3 separate regions of the Sus scrofa genome follow, and regions 2 and 3 are each linked to region 1. A link is a contact called in public Hi-C and promoter capture Hi-C data. All regions are on one chromosome and are shown on one strand. The core of a region is the stretch at or near the end of the contact, and the rest is flanking DNA. Distances in the headings are between cores, read along the strand shown. Region 1 holds the start of OXSR1 (oxidative-stress responsive 1). Region 2 holds the start of DLEC1 (deleted in lung and esophageal cancer protein 1). Region 3 holds the start of ACVR2B (activin A receptor type 2B).

Region 1 (4,678 bases), core at 1,762-4,261:
TGTCTGTGGTGTAGGCCAGCAACTGAAACTCTGATTTGACCCCTAGCCTGGGAACTTCCATATGCAACAGGAGCAGCTCTTTAAAAAAAAAAATTTGTGGTTGCCTGCAACTGGAGTTGGGAATAGGGAGTGACTGCAAATGGACATGAGGCATCTTTCTGGAACCATGAAAATGTTCTAAAATTGGATTGTGATGGTGATTGAACTCTGTAAATTTACTAAAAAAACTATAGTACTGTACACTTAAAACAGGTAGATTTTATGGTACATAAATTGTTTTTTAAAATGAAAAAATATCATGCTAAATGAATAAAGTCAAACACAAAAGACTACTTTTTTTTTTGTCTTTTCTAGGGCTGCACCCACATCATATGGAGGTTCCCAGGTTAGGAGTCAAATCAGAGCTGTAGCTGCTGGCCTACATCACAGCCACAGCAACACAAGATTTGAGCCATGTCTGCAACCTACACCACAGCTCACACAATGCCAGATCCCCAACCCACTGAGCGAGGCCAGGGATCAAACCTGCAACCTCATGGTTCCGAGTCGGATTCATTAACCACTGAGCCTTGATGGGAACTCCCAAGACTACTTATTATATGATCCCATTTATATGAAATGTCCAGAAAAGGCAGATCTATGGAGACAAAGTAGATTTGCCGTTGCCTGGATCTTGGGGTGGGAACAGGGACTAATTAATTGCAACCAGACACAAGGGATCTCATTGGGGTGATGAAAATATTCTAAAACTGGTTAATGCTAATTGGTGCACAACACAATAAATTTACTAAAAATCACTGAATTTTATACTTAAAAATGGGTAAAATTATACCTCAGAGTAATGTTGTTTTTAAAAATAAGGTGGTTAAGCACAGGTAACTATACTCAGTATCTTGTAATAACCTACAAGGGAAGAGAATATAAAAAAAGAACACAGATATATGTATAACTGAATTATTTTACTGTACACCTGAAATTAACACATTATAAATCAACTATATTTCAAAAAATTAAAAAAAAATAAGGTGGTCAAATCACATTGGCATTCTTAACTTTTTATACACAGACCATTTCGAGAATGAGATGAAGATTAACCCTATTCCAGAGGGCTAAGCCTCCCTTTTGTCCACTCACAGACACCCTCTTGGTCTGAAGACACCAAATTAACAAGTCTCTCAAGCTCTAGAGCCTTGTGCCACCTTAACAGCAAAGACATTAAAAACAACCACAACCCAACTCTTCACCCTAGAAAGACGTACTCCTTATCGGAAAGAAAAGCAAAGTTCCTTTTCTAAAATGACAGTGACCCCCTTTCTTCACTTTTTAGAAATCATTTTGGAATCTCCCTTTTAATCCCTTTCTCCAATATGAAACTGACTGAAGGAACAGAAGCAGTCAATCAAGACAGGGATCTAGCTAGCTGTTTTTACAACCAACCAGTACACATCAAAGACCCAGCAGGAAGGACCAGATCCATGAAGTGGCTTAAGGAAAAAGTTGTGATGTCTTTCAGATAAAACTTAGCCCAGATTTGTTTCGAAACAAGAGGCAAGTAAAGTGAAAAAAAGAAATGTGACGAAGTTTCTTTAAATACAGGCAGAATGCAATAAACACTCAAACCCCACAAGACCAGCTAAGGGGTTTTCATCCACTCTTTGTTATAAAACTAATTTTAGGACAGGATGCTGAGCTAGCAAAGTAGACAATCTCCTTCCTCCAACACACAGGGGTCTGCTCCTATCAGTTGTATTGAGCTTCTGTTTAGCTGAACCCACCCCCTTCTGATTTCTAAAATCACTGGATTATTGTTGTCCAACAAATACCCCCTCATCCCTGGCCCCCACGCTCCCTCAATCACTGTGCCTCTCAGAGAGAATTACAATCCATGTTTGTGCAAGTTTTGGTTTCTGCCAACTGGTATTCCCAGGACCCCTTCAAACCCATTTCACACAAAACAGCCAGACCCATCAAATCATGTCATGTTCCCCTTGAAGGCGCTCAATAACACTTAAAATAAAATTCCAAAATCCTCACCTTGGCTGAGAAGGTCCCTAAGATCTGGCCCTTCCCTTACTTTTCTATCCTTACCAGTCTTCGTTCAGGTCCTAAAACACACCAAGCTCCTTCCCTCCTCAAGGCCTTTGCATTTCCTCATCCCTCAGGAAGGAAAAATCTTCCTTAGGCTCTTTAAGACGGTCATCCTTCAGTGCTCAACTTCCATGTCAATGCCTCGGAAAAAACAACTTCCTTGAAATCGCCCCGACTAGGTCTCTAGGTTATTCTCTATCAGAACTTCTTGGTTATTTCCTTCCTAGCACTTGCCAAAACCTGTCATTCTTTTTATTTGCCTACTTATCTAATGTCTACCTCTGTAACTAGAAAGTCAATTTCAAGCAGTCGCAAGTTGTCTACAAAGCTCAGTGCTGTACTTGCAGCTTCATCTGGAGAGGATCCCTGGCTCCATCCCAGCAACGCCTGGCACTTCTTACAAGGATGCTGAAGTGAACAAAAGCACTCTATCCCATCACCCCCCAAATAGGGGGCCGTGTCCCAACTGCAATACCTCACTTCTCGAAGCGCCTTGTAAAGGCCTTTCCGACACCTGCACTTTTCTCTCCCAAACACACCTGTCGCTCAGGTTCAAACATCAGTCAGTACGCAAATCTCTTGGGAGCCCCTCAAACCCCACCCTGCCCCGCCGCACAGGAGCGCCACTCAAAGTAGCCTCCCTGCCTCGCACGCGCTGCACAAACGCAAAGCCTCACCCACGCGCCCTACCTCGCCCCGGGCCGCTCGAGTGCCCAAGAATATCTGAGGGTCCTGCCCTCCCCAAGCTCCCGCGTGTCACCCGCCGCCCAACGTAGCGCCTCCTCCCTCCAAGGCGACAGCTCTTACCAATCACCTCCTGCAGCTCATAATCGTCCTTGTTGATGGACCAGGGCAAGGCGCTGGAGTCCTCGGACATGACGGCGGCACCGCACTCGGTTCTCCCTCCAACTCGCTGACCTCTCCCGTCTCCTAGCCGCGCCTCTCCCCACCCCCAACCGCTGCTGCCGCGCCCCCACCAACCGCCTCTGGAACAGCCACTGGTCGGACGGCGCCTGGCGGGGGGTGTCCGCGCGGCAAAGCGGCGGTGGGCTCGAAACGCCGGCAGACCTCGTCTCCTGTTCCTCCGCGGCTGGCACTCCCCGGCTCGGCCCAGCGCCTGGCCTCGGCCTCCGCTGCTGCAGCGACACTAGCTTCGCCTGGGCCCAGCCCCTCCGTCCCGCCCTCCACCCTAGCCCCACGCACGGGCCAAACTTTCCCTTCTCCCTCCACCTGCCGACACGCAGCGCGCTGACGTCACCACGCCGGGCACGCCTCCATGGGCCACGCCCCCAGGCGCCATATCAAGAGTGGCTGGATAAAAAGCGAAAGCGCTTGGAGCTCGAGGAGGAAGTTGACAAGGGGAGGGAGGAAATGCTTTGGCAGGAGTTCGGCAAGGAACTCGGAAAGCCAGAGAAGAGCCTTAAATAGCCCAGAAGCTTTAGCCACACTAAGCATGGCAACTAAAGGGCGGTCGAGTAGAGGGGGCGGAGCCACTTCTGGCGGCTGGGGCACGTTGCCGTCTCCGCCGTCGCATTCATTGGCTTATTTGAGAAGGAATCAGAAAGGCAATAGGCGTGTGTGGACGTCACTCATAAATTAGTCCTGCCTCCAGGCGCTCGGCGCGCGGTTTGGCGACAGGGCTCCGATCTTTGGCGATCTCTGGTACCTTGATTGCTTTGCCTGGTTCCGCCGAGTGACGTCGCGGCGTAACCGTCACACCCTCAAGACGTGCAAAAGGCTCCGCAGGGTGTGGAGAAACCCTAGGGAGCAGCTGGGTGGGGTAACCTGGGAGTGTGGACGACTGCCAAATAGGATAAAAGGCCTTTGGCCACGGGACTGAGTGGAGCCGGAAGTTCACCGAAAGTGACGACACTTTCTAGGCGGAAGTTTTCTTTGCAGCGCGCGATATAGCATTTTCTCTAACCTTACGGGGCAGGAGGGTGTTCTGTCCCCTCTAAGCTTTGGGTCGGGAGCTCAAGTGAGCCCTTACCTTGGGACCTCAGAAGGTTGGCATTTTTCCCTTGATGTGGCTGGAAATACTAAACGAGTGAGGTTTGGCCCACGGTATCTGAGGTCATTTCAAGGGCCTTGACTTTTGTGTGACCTCACTGAACTTAAGTTTTCTCAAGTTGAACACTTAGGTCTTTGGGGGAAATTAATGAGGTGAAAATTGAACGCGCTTGGTAGAATGGAGACGAGAGTATCGATGTGGGTCAGGCTCGGTTGTGAACCCCTCTGAGTTGAACATCTTTCAGACCTGTATTAGTCATTAAGAACCATACCCTACCAGGCACTGGAAACCTTGTGCAGGAAATCCATTGACCACAAAACCAAAGCAGTCAACTGGGAGCTGCAGAACGAAGCTGTTAGCAGGTTTCCACCTGGTTGGTGGCATTGGATAATGTTTCACAGAGGAGACCCTGAAAAGTTCACATTGATGCCAACAGGAGGAATTTGAGAGGCTAGAATATCCAGTCACGGCGAAGGTGCTATTGTTCCCATGTCTGAAAGCATAGCACAGGCCTTGCTGTAAAGATTGGTTTCAGCTGTTACTACTGACACCTTTATTGCCATGTGTTTCTTGCCTTTC
Region 2 (4,144 bases), core at 1,463-3,962, 150 kb after region 1:
CCCAGGAAGCCTGTGATCCATCACAGCAGCCTGGATCTCTATGCGGTCAGTAGCAGCTGCCTGGTGTGATCAGAGCACAGTCACTTTGCCATAGCTGCTTCCATGGGAGAGGCAGCCTTTACTTTTCCTCTGGATGTATGTGGGTGCAGGACCCACAGGAGGGAGCTCAGAGGAGGTTTTCCAGCCCTCACAAGCATCAGGGTCCAAGGGCTTCAGGCCGGGCCCTGTGCCCACCATGGGTGGAGGGTGTTCCAGCACCATGCTTGGCCGGCAGCATTTATTCTTACCAGGTAGCCAATGTCGTCTGTTATTTCAGCCAATTCCCAGGAGGATTGCAGCTCCTGATGCAGAGCTCCCAGAGGTGAAGGGATCTGCTCAGTCTCACAGTGGGAAACTGCAGAACCAAGATTTAAACAGCCCTCCAATCGGCTGTGCTCGAAAAACTAGGAGGAGGCAGAATAAACATCATCCACCTCACCTACCCAAGCTGGTCTAGGTTTGTGTTTCTGGGGGAAGGGCTGGGCAGGGTCAGCTCTGAAGCAAATCTGGAAAGTTGGCATTCTTGGGTTGATCCTCCCCCTTCTCTAGGCCTCTTAGAGAAGGTAGTGGCGGAGGGGCCAAGAAGCAGGACTTGGGGGGGTACCAGCTCTGACACTAGGTTTCATCCATCATCCCAGAAGCCCTCATACCCACCCTCACATACACATCGAAGACACGATGGTCAGCTGGGGGTGGTGGGATGCCTGAAACTCCATCGGACAACTAGTCTCTGGGCACACATGGCCTCTCTGTGCTGCTGAAAGCTCCGTGAGTCACCAGGATCTCAGGGCATCTTGCAGAGGCAACTGAGAGCTGGATTTTAGGGGGGTAATTTAGGCACCTAGCCAGGCCTGGGCCCACAGAGGGCCTTGGTGGTTAAAGGGCAGAGGGAGCAGAATCCAGCAAATGAGGTTTGGGAAAAATCCTCTTGCTAGGCCTCTAGCCCATCCACACAGAGATGCACAGTCCCATATGCCACCCAGGCTTACGCACAGCAGAAGTAAGCAGAGTGTCTCCAGCCTGTGAGGGAGATGGAGGGCAGACTGGGGGTGGGGGGGAGAGTCCCAGGGAACAGCTGCCCCACAGGGCAGAGCAGCAGCCTTGTTTCTCTGAGTGGCATGTGGCCCAGCCCTCTTTTCTGGCAGAACCTGGCTGCGTGTGCCAACTCTGAGTCAGCGTGCCCACTCTGCCCAGCAACCCCAGGCTTGGGAGGAGGCCTCAGCTCCTCTGCCTGGGCCAGAGGCCAGAAGAGGGCCTGCACGAGGCAGGTTCGGTGTGTGCAAAGGAAGGGCCAAGCTGGAGCCCCCACCAGATAATGCTCTGGATTGGGCTTGGGGCTCAGAGCTGGGAGGTGATGTGAATAAACAGGAATGATGTTTAAGATGAAGGTTCAGAGCCAACTGCTGCTGTCAGAATTTCATTATGTCTCTGCCTGGAAAGAGAAGCAGGGCTTAAGGAGGCCTGACTTGCTGACTAGAGGGGCCGGCAGGCCCCTGGGGATGTCAGAGGTCCTGGGATTAGCCCCGAGGTCAGAGGAGGCCCCCAGGGGAGCAGGCCTGGAGGCAGGCATCCTGGCCGGGTAGAAGGAGGGCGAGGGCAGAGAAAGGACCCCTCATCCTCCCCGCCCCCAGGCTGGCGCTTCAAAAGGATGTCTTGTGTGGACTTGCTCATCCCTGAGAAAGCAGAGAGGGCTCTTATAGGGCTGCTCCTGATGGAGAGCAGGCCGACTGAGGAGAGTGCCAGATAGAGGGCTACATCCCCCCACCCCACCCCCGGTGTAGGGGAGGCATACAGAGGGAGTGGGAACTCCACAGCCAGAGTCTCCAAAGTCCCGACCAGTCTCAACCATAAGGATGGGAAGACTCACCCTCTGGCAGGCTGACATCCCTTCCGGAGGTATTCAAGGCCACCTAGGCCTGCTTGTGCCTAGAGAGGGAAGGGCTGGGGTCCGACTGGTTTTGCTGGACTCTCACACTGGCTTTATCAACCCAGGGGGGCTATGGGGGGGGGCCTGGTGGGCACAGCATCCCCAACGTGGGAGGTATTCTGGGGGCTCTCCCAAAAGTCAGTAGGCAGCAGAATCCCTGGACTTTCCCTTAGAGTCTCTAGGTACCTATAAAGAGGGTGGCTGGGTTGCCAGACTTGAAGGTGGGAGTGTGTGTGTAAGGGGGGGGTGTCCATGTAGGGACGCCTTGCCCAGACAGCCTCTTGGGAGGCCATCCATAGAAGGAGCCCTGGAGATGCCCAACTCTGCCCCTCACTCCGCTGTACAGATTGCCAGGAGTTTGGGGCGTGAAGGGCTCAAAGCCAACCTCTCTGAAGCTACTTGCTCTAAGTTTTTACTGCCTCTGCTCTAGTCCCCACCAAGGGCACTTCCGGTGTTAGAAACTTCCCAGCGAGACTGGAGGGGACCCTTCTACAGAGTAGGTTCAGGCACGCCTCTCCAAGGATCTAACTTGTGCCTTGCACCCGTTTTGCAGAAGAGAAAACAGACATCCGGGGGGCAGTGGCTGGCTGCCTGAACTCTGAGGCTCCCTTTACGCAGCATCACGGTAGGGCGTCTTAAGTTACGAAGTCCCTGTCCCAGAAGGACGCCAGATTCTTCCGTGCATCACCCTAACCCCGGCAAGGCGCCCGCAGGCAGGGCGTGGGGCCCCACCGCCCTCGGTAATGACAGGGCCCGCGGCCTGTGGGTGGCGGCAGCGGAGGAAGCCAGAAGCCAGAGGGATCTGGCTATTTCTGGCTGGGACGCACCCACCCGCCCCGGCCAAGGTTGGCCCGGCTTGCTGGCCCCCACCTCTGCCCTCCTCCACGATCCCCAGGAGGGGCGGGGAGAGACGCGGGTTGGAGGGCCCAGGGGGCGGGGGCGGGGGCTCGGGCGGGGGGCGGAGCGGAGTCCCGGGCCCACCTCCAATCTCCTCCCCTCCGCAGTCCTTTCGGGTCCCTCCACCGCACTGCGCTGGGACCCTAGGCCGCCAGCGCTGTCGCCGCGAAGAAGTGTCCCGCGGCGCCCCCCTCCCGCCGCGCCGCCCGTCGGGCATGGACTCAGGCCGGGACTTCCTGACCCTGCATGGTGAGTGTTCGGCAGGCACGCTGGGGTCCCCGCCTGAGCTGACCCTGAGCAAAGCCTACCGGCCCTGGGAGGGGGACCCCCGGCTCCTTCGGCCTCCCTCTGCCCCGCCCCGGGCCCGCCCCTCGGCTCTTTTGTCGCATTGAGGAAATCTCGGCCCTGGACCGCCGGACACGACCCTGGGCGTTTCCAGGCTTGTCTCCCAGGTCTGGCGGGTGGGGCGAGGAGAGGTGCAAGTCTGAAGATGACCCCCGGCCTCGCTGCCTCGGGGACTACTCTTCTTATCCTGGTCACGGAAGGCTGGGCTCCAGGGTCTAGCGTGCTTTGAGGGACCGAGGAGGGAAGGAACCAGCATCCACGAATAACCGAGTTCTCTCCGCCTCGTCCGGGCCGCCCGGAGAGGCTCCCCAAAGCCCAGGCGTGCCTGGACCGCGTCAGGTCGCGTGGGTGTGGCGGGGTGGGAAGGGTGGGGCGAGGTGGTTTACAAGGTTGGCGGAGGTCTGGCTGTGCCGCGGTAGCTGCCCAGCGCAAGAAATCGTAGTCAGCGACGCTCGGGCTGGGATGAGCAGCCCAGTCGCCCCCATCTGCGCACCCTCCTGGCCGGAATGGCCGGAGTCTCAGCTCTAACTGCCTGCAGCTCCTCCTTTTGTCCAGCCGAGCTCCGTCTCCCCGACCCACGGAGAAAGAGTCTAGGCCAGCTCCTTTCTGCATCGCTGTGTCTTCAGGAGAGAGAGCAGCCGCTGGTTCTGGACATCAGGGGCTGGAGGTCTTCAAGCTGCATAGGCCCCTCAACCTGTACCTGGCATTTCTCTGTTCCAGCCTGGGGACCCACCCACTCTTAGGCGGCTATGTCTTCCTGCTCCCCCAGCCAGCTCTGCAAACCCTCCCCCTCTCAGCCAACCACTGCTTAACCCCACCTCCCTCTGTTTTCTAGTACCCTGGCAGTTTGCTGCCCACCACCTATCCATCTAACCCATGCATGGAGAAAATAAATGGGAAAGAGAAAGGCAGGGATGTCCACTAGAGATCTCCCTG
Region 3 (4,234 bases), core at 1,011-3,510, 220 kb before region 1:
ACAACCATGCTGCACACTGATCTCAGACTTCCAGCCTCCAGATTGTGAGAAAATAAATCGTTGTTTAAGTCACACAGTCTATGGTATCTCGTTATTGCAACCCAAGGAAACTAAAACACATTTGCTTCTTTTTCCTTTTATTAACATACCTACCAGCAAATTTTAAAGTCATATGTGTGGTTCACACTACGTTTCTGTTGGACAGTGCTGTTCTAGATCTTCCCCCTACAAGGCCACAGTGTGCCACAGGCGGTGGTGGGACTTCTAAACTGCAAGCCAGGAGCTTGAAGGAAGGGCATCCACGAAATCATAGGAACAGGAGGGCCAGCTCTGCCTCCACTCTGGCCTCCTGAGGCTCTTCCTATAGTTCCTCCCAAGTCAGGACAGTGGCCACCAGACAACTGGCTGTTGTGACTACAAGTAACACCCAATGATCCCCACCTTCCTCCAAGGCAGGAACACAGGTCTGTGGATGCCAATTTAACTCCAGTTGCCCCACCTTGCCGGGTGCACTGCTCAGCACTCCGCAAGGCAGGGAAGAGGAGGGAAATACAGTGCTTCTAGGGGCCCAATCCCTCTCTGCCTCACCCATTGAGGGTCTAGAGAGGGTTCCAGGTCTGAGGCTGTCCTGTCCTGGAAGGAGGTTCCTTCTGCAGACCTGAGAATGGAAGAGCCAGGGATCCAGAGATAGACAAGTAACCTGCTGCTTGTCCATTAAGTCAGCTGGCTGCAGCCCTCCTCTCCAGAGGCCAATGCATTTCTTTCACTTCAGAGTTCTCATTCGTGGGGAAAAGCAGCACTTAAAGGCAGAGAAAGGAACAGGTTCAACACCACCAAAACTTTGCTTCTACGACACAGGTAATGGCTCCAAAAGAGTCATGACACCCCCTCCATACAGCACCAGGCACCAAACAGGGGTCTCTGTTCTCTGGTCCCTGCACTCAGGCCACGCAGCTTTAAGCCCTGCCTGGAGCTCTTTCGCTTTGGTGTAGACAGCTAAGCTATGCTACACTACACAGGAGGCGGGTAGAGTGGAAGTGGGAGTGGGAGTGGGAGTGGGGATGAGGAGGAGATCCCGGATTCCCACCCACTCCCCACCCCCGCAGCAGCCTGGGGATCCCAGCCCCGCCCCTGCCTGCCCGGGCCCCGCCCTTCGCGGGTTTCCCAGACTCCGCGCTGCTGCCACCTCGGGCGGCGGCGGCGGCGGGGGACCCGAGCTGCATGTGTAATGGGGGCTGGGAACAAAGACGCGGAGGACCAGGCTCCCGGGCTGCCGCGCACCAGCTTCCTCGACCGCCCCAGGCTTCTCCCTGGAGATTTAATGCGTGGCTCCCCACGGCTGCCCGGGCCTTTCTGAACCCGAATGCCAAGCCCGTAGCCGCACGTACTGCGTCCCAGAAGCGCTAAAAGAGGAAAATCAGTGCTTAGGCCTGGGGGAAGAGGTCTCCCCGCGGAAAAACGCGCATATACACTCGAAGCCAAATATGCTCAACCACGCGCACGCACGCCGAACGCTAGTCCCGAGGGTCACCCGCCCCCGCCACGTGCTTCCCGGAGGCCAGACAGAACAGAGACCTGTTGGTTTTTCCTCCCATCTCCCCTCCCCTCCTAGGCGCCCAAAACAAAGCAGTCCCGCGGGGTGGCCAGCATCTCGCGTCCCAGATCGCCGCAGGGAAAGCAGGCGCAGGTGGGACCTGGCGCCAAAGGCGCGCCTCCGGAGGAACACCACGCAGATGCTGGTGGGATGGGGTGCTGGACTCCTCCCGGCTATGTGAAGCGACGCGCTTCCCTTCGCTACACCTAGTGGCTCTAAAGATCGCGCACTCCAGCTGCCAGCCGCTGCTGCACCTACAATCCCGCCACTCCCGCATTAGACCTGCCAGCTCAGCTTGGCCACCTGCCCCTCGTTCCAGTTCTCCTCCTAGTCTGCCTGGGTGCCACGCGCCCGTGAAGTCTGAACCCTGACCCCGGGGTTGCCTCTGCGAACTGGAGACCCGCAGGCCGCCGCACGGGCAAGACCGTCCCCCAAAAGATCAGCAAGCGGGGCGCGCTACGCGCCCCCTGTCCCCGCCCCGGGAGGTGCAAGCTGGGTGCAGGTGGCGCGATAAGGAGGCCGCGGGCCCGCCCTTTGTTGGTAAACACCGCGCGGCGCCCGAGGCCGACCTGCGCGCCCCCCACGCCGCGCCCTGTCCTTACCCACGCACAGCGATCCCCAGAGGAGGGCGAGGGCCGCCCAGGGCGCCGTCATGTTCCGCGGCGCCGCCCCGCGGACACCCGGAGCCCGCGGGCAGGGCCGCGCGGCGCTCCTGGGGCGCGCAGGGCCCGGCGGCGGCTGCGCTCTCCTTCCCGCTCCTTCCTTCGGTCTTGTTCCCCGCGCGCTTCCTGCGCCTTCGTCCCAGGGCAGCGTGCAGGCTCCAAGGGCCGCGCGGCGGGGCCGGGCTCAGGGCCGCTGCGGGCGGCGCAGGCTGCGGCCCCGGCTCCGGGGCGACGCGGGGGCCGGGGGGCGGCGGCGGGGCGCGGGCCGGGGCGCGCCCGACTCAGGCATAGCGCGGCGGGGCTGGGCCCGGGCCCCGGGCGCAGGGGCCGAGTCCGGAGGGGCCATGAACTGGGGGAGGGGTGGGGGGAGGGGAGCTGAACCGCGTCCAAAATGGCTCCTGAGCCTCGGCCGCGGAGCCGAGCCAGCAGGGAAACCCGGATGTTGGATACAAAGAGGCGGGCGAGCTGGGCGGGGAGGGGGAGGGGAGGCGGGCCCTCCGACCGCGTGGTCCGCGCCCCCCTCAGGGGCGTGGCTCCAGAGAAACAACAACACAGAGACTCCGCCCCCAGGCCGCGCCCTCCAGCAGGACGCGTGCAAACCATGGGTTTGGAGGGCTAAGCAGGGTCAGCTGGCAGAGTTGGCTGGGTCGTGTCCGGTAGCACTTTACCCCAGAACCCCAGCTCCCCAGCTCCCCGTGGCCTCCCGCACCGGGATTCTTGCTCCGCGCTGAGGATCCCATTCTCCCGGAACGCATGCTGCCCTGCGACCCCGAGTGAGTGGACCGCCCCCGATGATTCCTCTCTGCGCCTTCATTTCCCCGCCTGATGGGGGTCACAAAGCCACAACTAGAGATCTTGGAATTGACCCATCCTAGTGAGGGAGGGCGCGAGTCCCGCCGGGCAGAGCAGCAGCAGGTGGAAAAAGGCCTGTAGCAACTTGCTTCCCTACCCTTACCCAAATATTCTCAGCACTCCCACCCAGTTCTCTATCTCAGATTCTACCGTCCTTATCACAGCTAGAGTTTGGAAGGGTCTTGACGGGGGCCCCTAGCTAAAGAGGGAAAGCCCCCTCACAGCTCAGGGATGAGGTGCAGAATCCTTGAATAGAGAACTTCAGCCTCTCCAGATTTGCCACAGCCTTTCTAGGAGCAGGGCAAGAGCAACCAGGAGGGAGGTGGTGCCTGGAAGTGAGTTGTTTCACTTTTCCGAGCCTTTTTATTCAGAAAGTGAGGAGCCTAAATAAATAAAAAAATAAGGGAGGAAAAGTGAGACTCGATTCCTTCCGTCTTTTCTTTGTTGGCGAAACCGCAGCATGCAGAAGTTCCCTGGTCAGAAATTAAACCAGCATCACAGCAGTGACAACACGGAGTCCTTAACCTAGGCCACCAAGGAACTCCATGCATTTTTTTGCTTAATTACACAAATCTTATTCAAACAAAATCTTATGTAAAAGCCTACCATGTAAAATGTATATTGCCTTGATCGAAGTTGAAATGAAGGGCTACCATCCCGTTTCCAAAGTACCAAGTACACCTCAGGGGCCAACAACACTTTGGAATCACTACCCAGAAATATTTGGGAGTCTCTGAAGGCCTCTTAATAAATATACACCAGAAATGACAGCCCCTCCTTGCTAACCTTATATAACACTTTTTTTTTTTTTTTTAAATGGCTGCACTGGCAGCACATGGAAGTTCCTGAGCCAGGGATCAAAGAATCCCAACCACAGCTGCAACCCATGCCACAGCTAGAGCAATGCTGGATCCTTTAACCCTCTGTGTGGGCCAGGGATTGAACCCGCACCTCCAAAGTGACCTGAGTGGTTGCAGTCAGATTCTGAACCACTGCAGCACAGCAGGAACTCCTATACAGGTCTTTTAACACAGAGTTGAATGCTACTGTGTGCTAAGTAAGAAGCGGCAGAGAATGGGATACTTGGGCTCTGTATTAGGTATTTGGTAACTCCACGGGAGGCTAT

What was found. Promoter capture Hi-C pulls out the DNA fragments that hold promoters and counts their contacts. A called contact is a pair of places that touch in the nucleus more often than the background predicts.
Region 2: a contact with region 1 is called in a Hi-C map of skeletal muscle, with 9 times the contacts expected there. The contact joins the promoter of DLEC1 here to the promoter of OXSR1 in region 1. A contact is called at or near these places in 1 of 5 promoter capture datasets (liver), 6 of 47 Hi-C or Micro-C datasets (embryonic fibroblasts, heart right ventricle, mesenteric adipose tissue and 2 more) and 2 of 2 datasets of contacts at active chromatin or transcription factors (alveolar macrophages and skeletal muscle).
Region 3: a contact with region 1 is called in a promoter capture Hi-C map of liver, with 4 times the contacts expected there. The contact joins the promoter of ACVR2B here to the promoter of OXSR1 in region 1. A contact is called at or near these places in 1 of 5 promoter capture datasets (liver) and 1 of 47 Hi-C or Micro-C datasets (heart right ventricle).

What each region holds. Positions count from the first base shown.
Region 1 is chr13:23,019,172-23,023,849 of Sscrofa11.1, reverse strand. It overlaps OXSR1 (oxidative-stress responsive 1), which reads right to left and starts at 3,011. Exons shown (of 18, transcript NM_214342.1): 1 at 2,896-3,011. The coding sequence starts at 2,965. It overlaps ACAA1 (3-ketoacyl-CoA thiolase, peroxisomal), which reads left to right and starts at 3,712. Exons shown (of 15, transcript XM_003132103.4): 1 at 3,712-3,835.
Region 2 is chr13:22,871,778-22,875,921 of Sscrofa11.1, reverse strand. DLEC1 (deleted in lung and esophageal cancer protein 1) reads right to left here and starts at 2,712. Exons shown (of 43, transcript XM_021071663.1): 1 at 1,907-2,712; 2 at 288-443. PLCD1 (phospholipase C delta 1) reads left to right here and starts at 2,972. Exons shown (of 17, transcript NM_001243589.1): 1 at 2,972-3,112. The coding sequence starts at 3,079.
Region 3 is chr13:23,235,725-23,239,958 of Sscrofa11.1, reverse strand. ACVR2B (activin A receptor type 2B) reads right to left here and starts at 2,260. Exons shown (of 11, transcript NM_001005350.2): 1 at 2,197-2,260. The coding sequence starts at 2,248.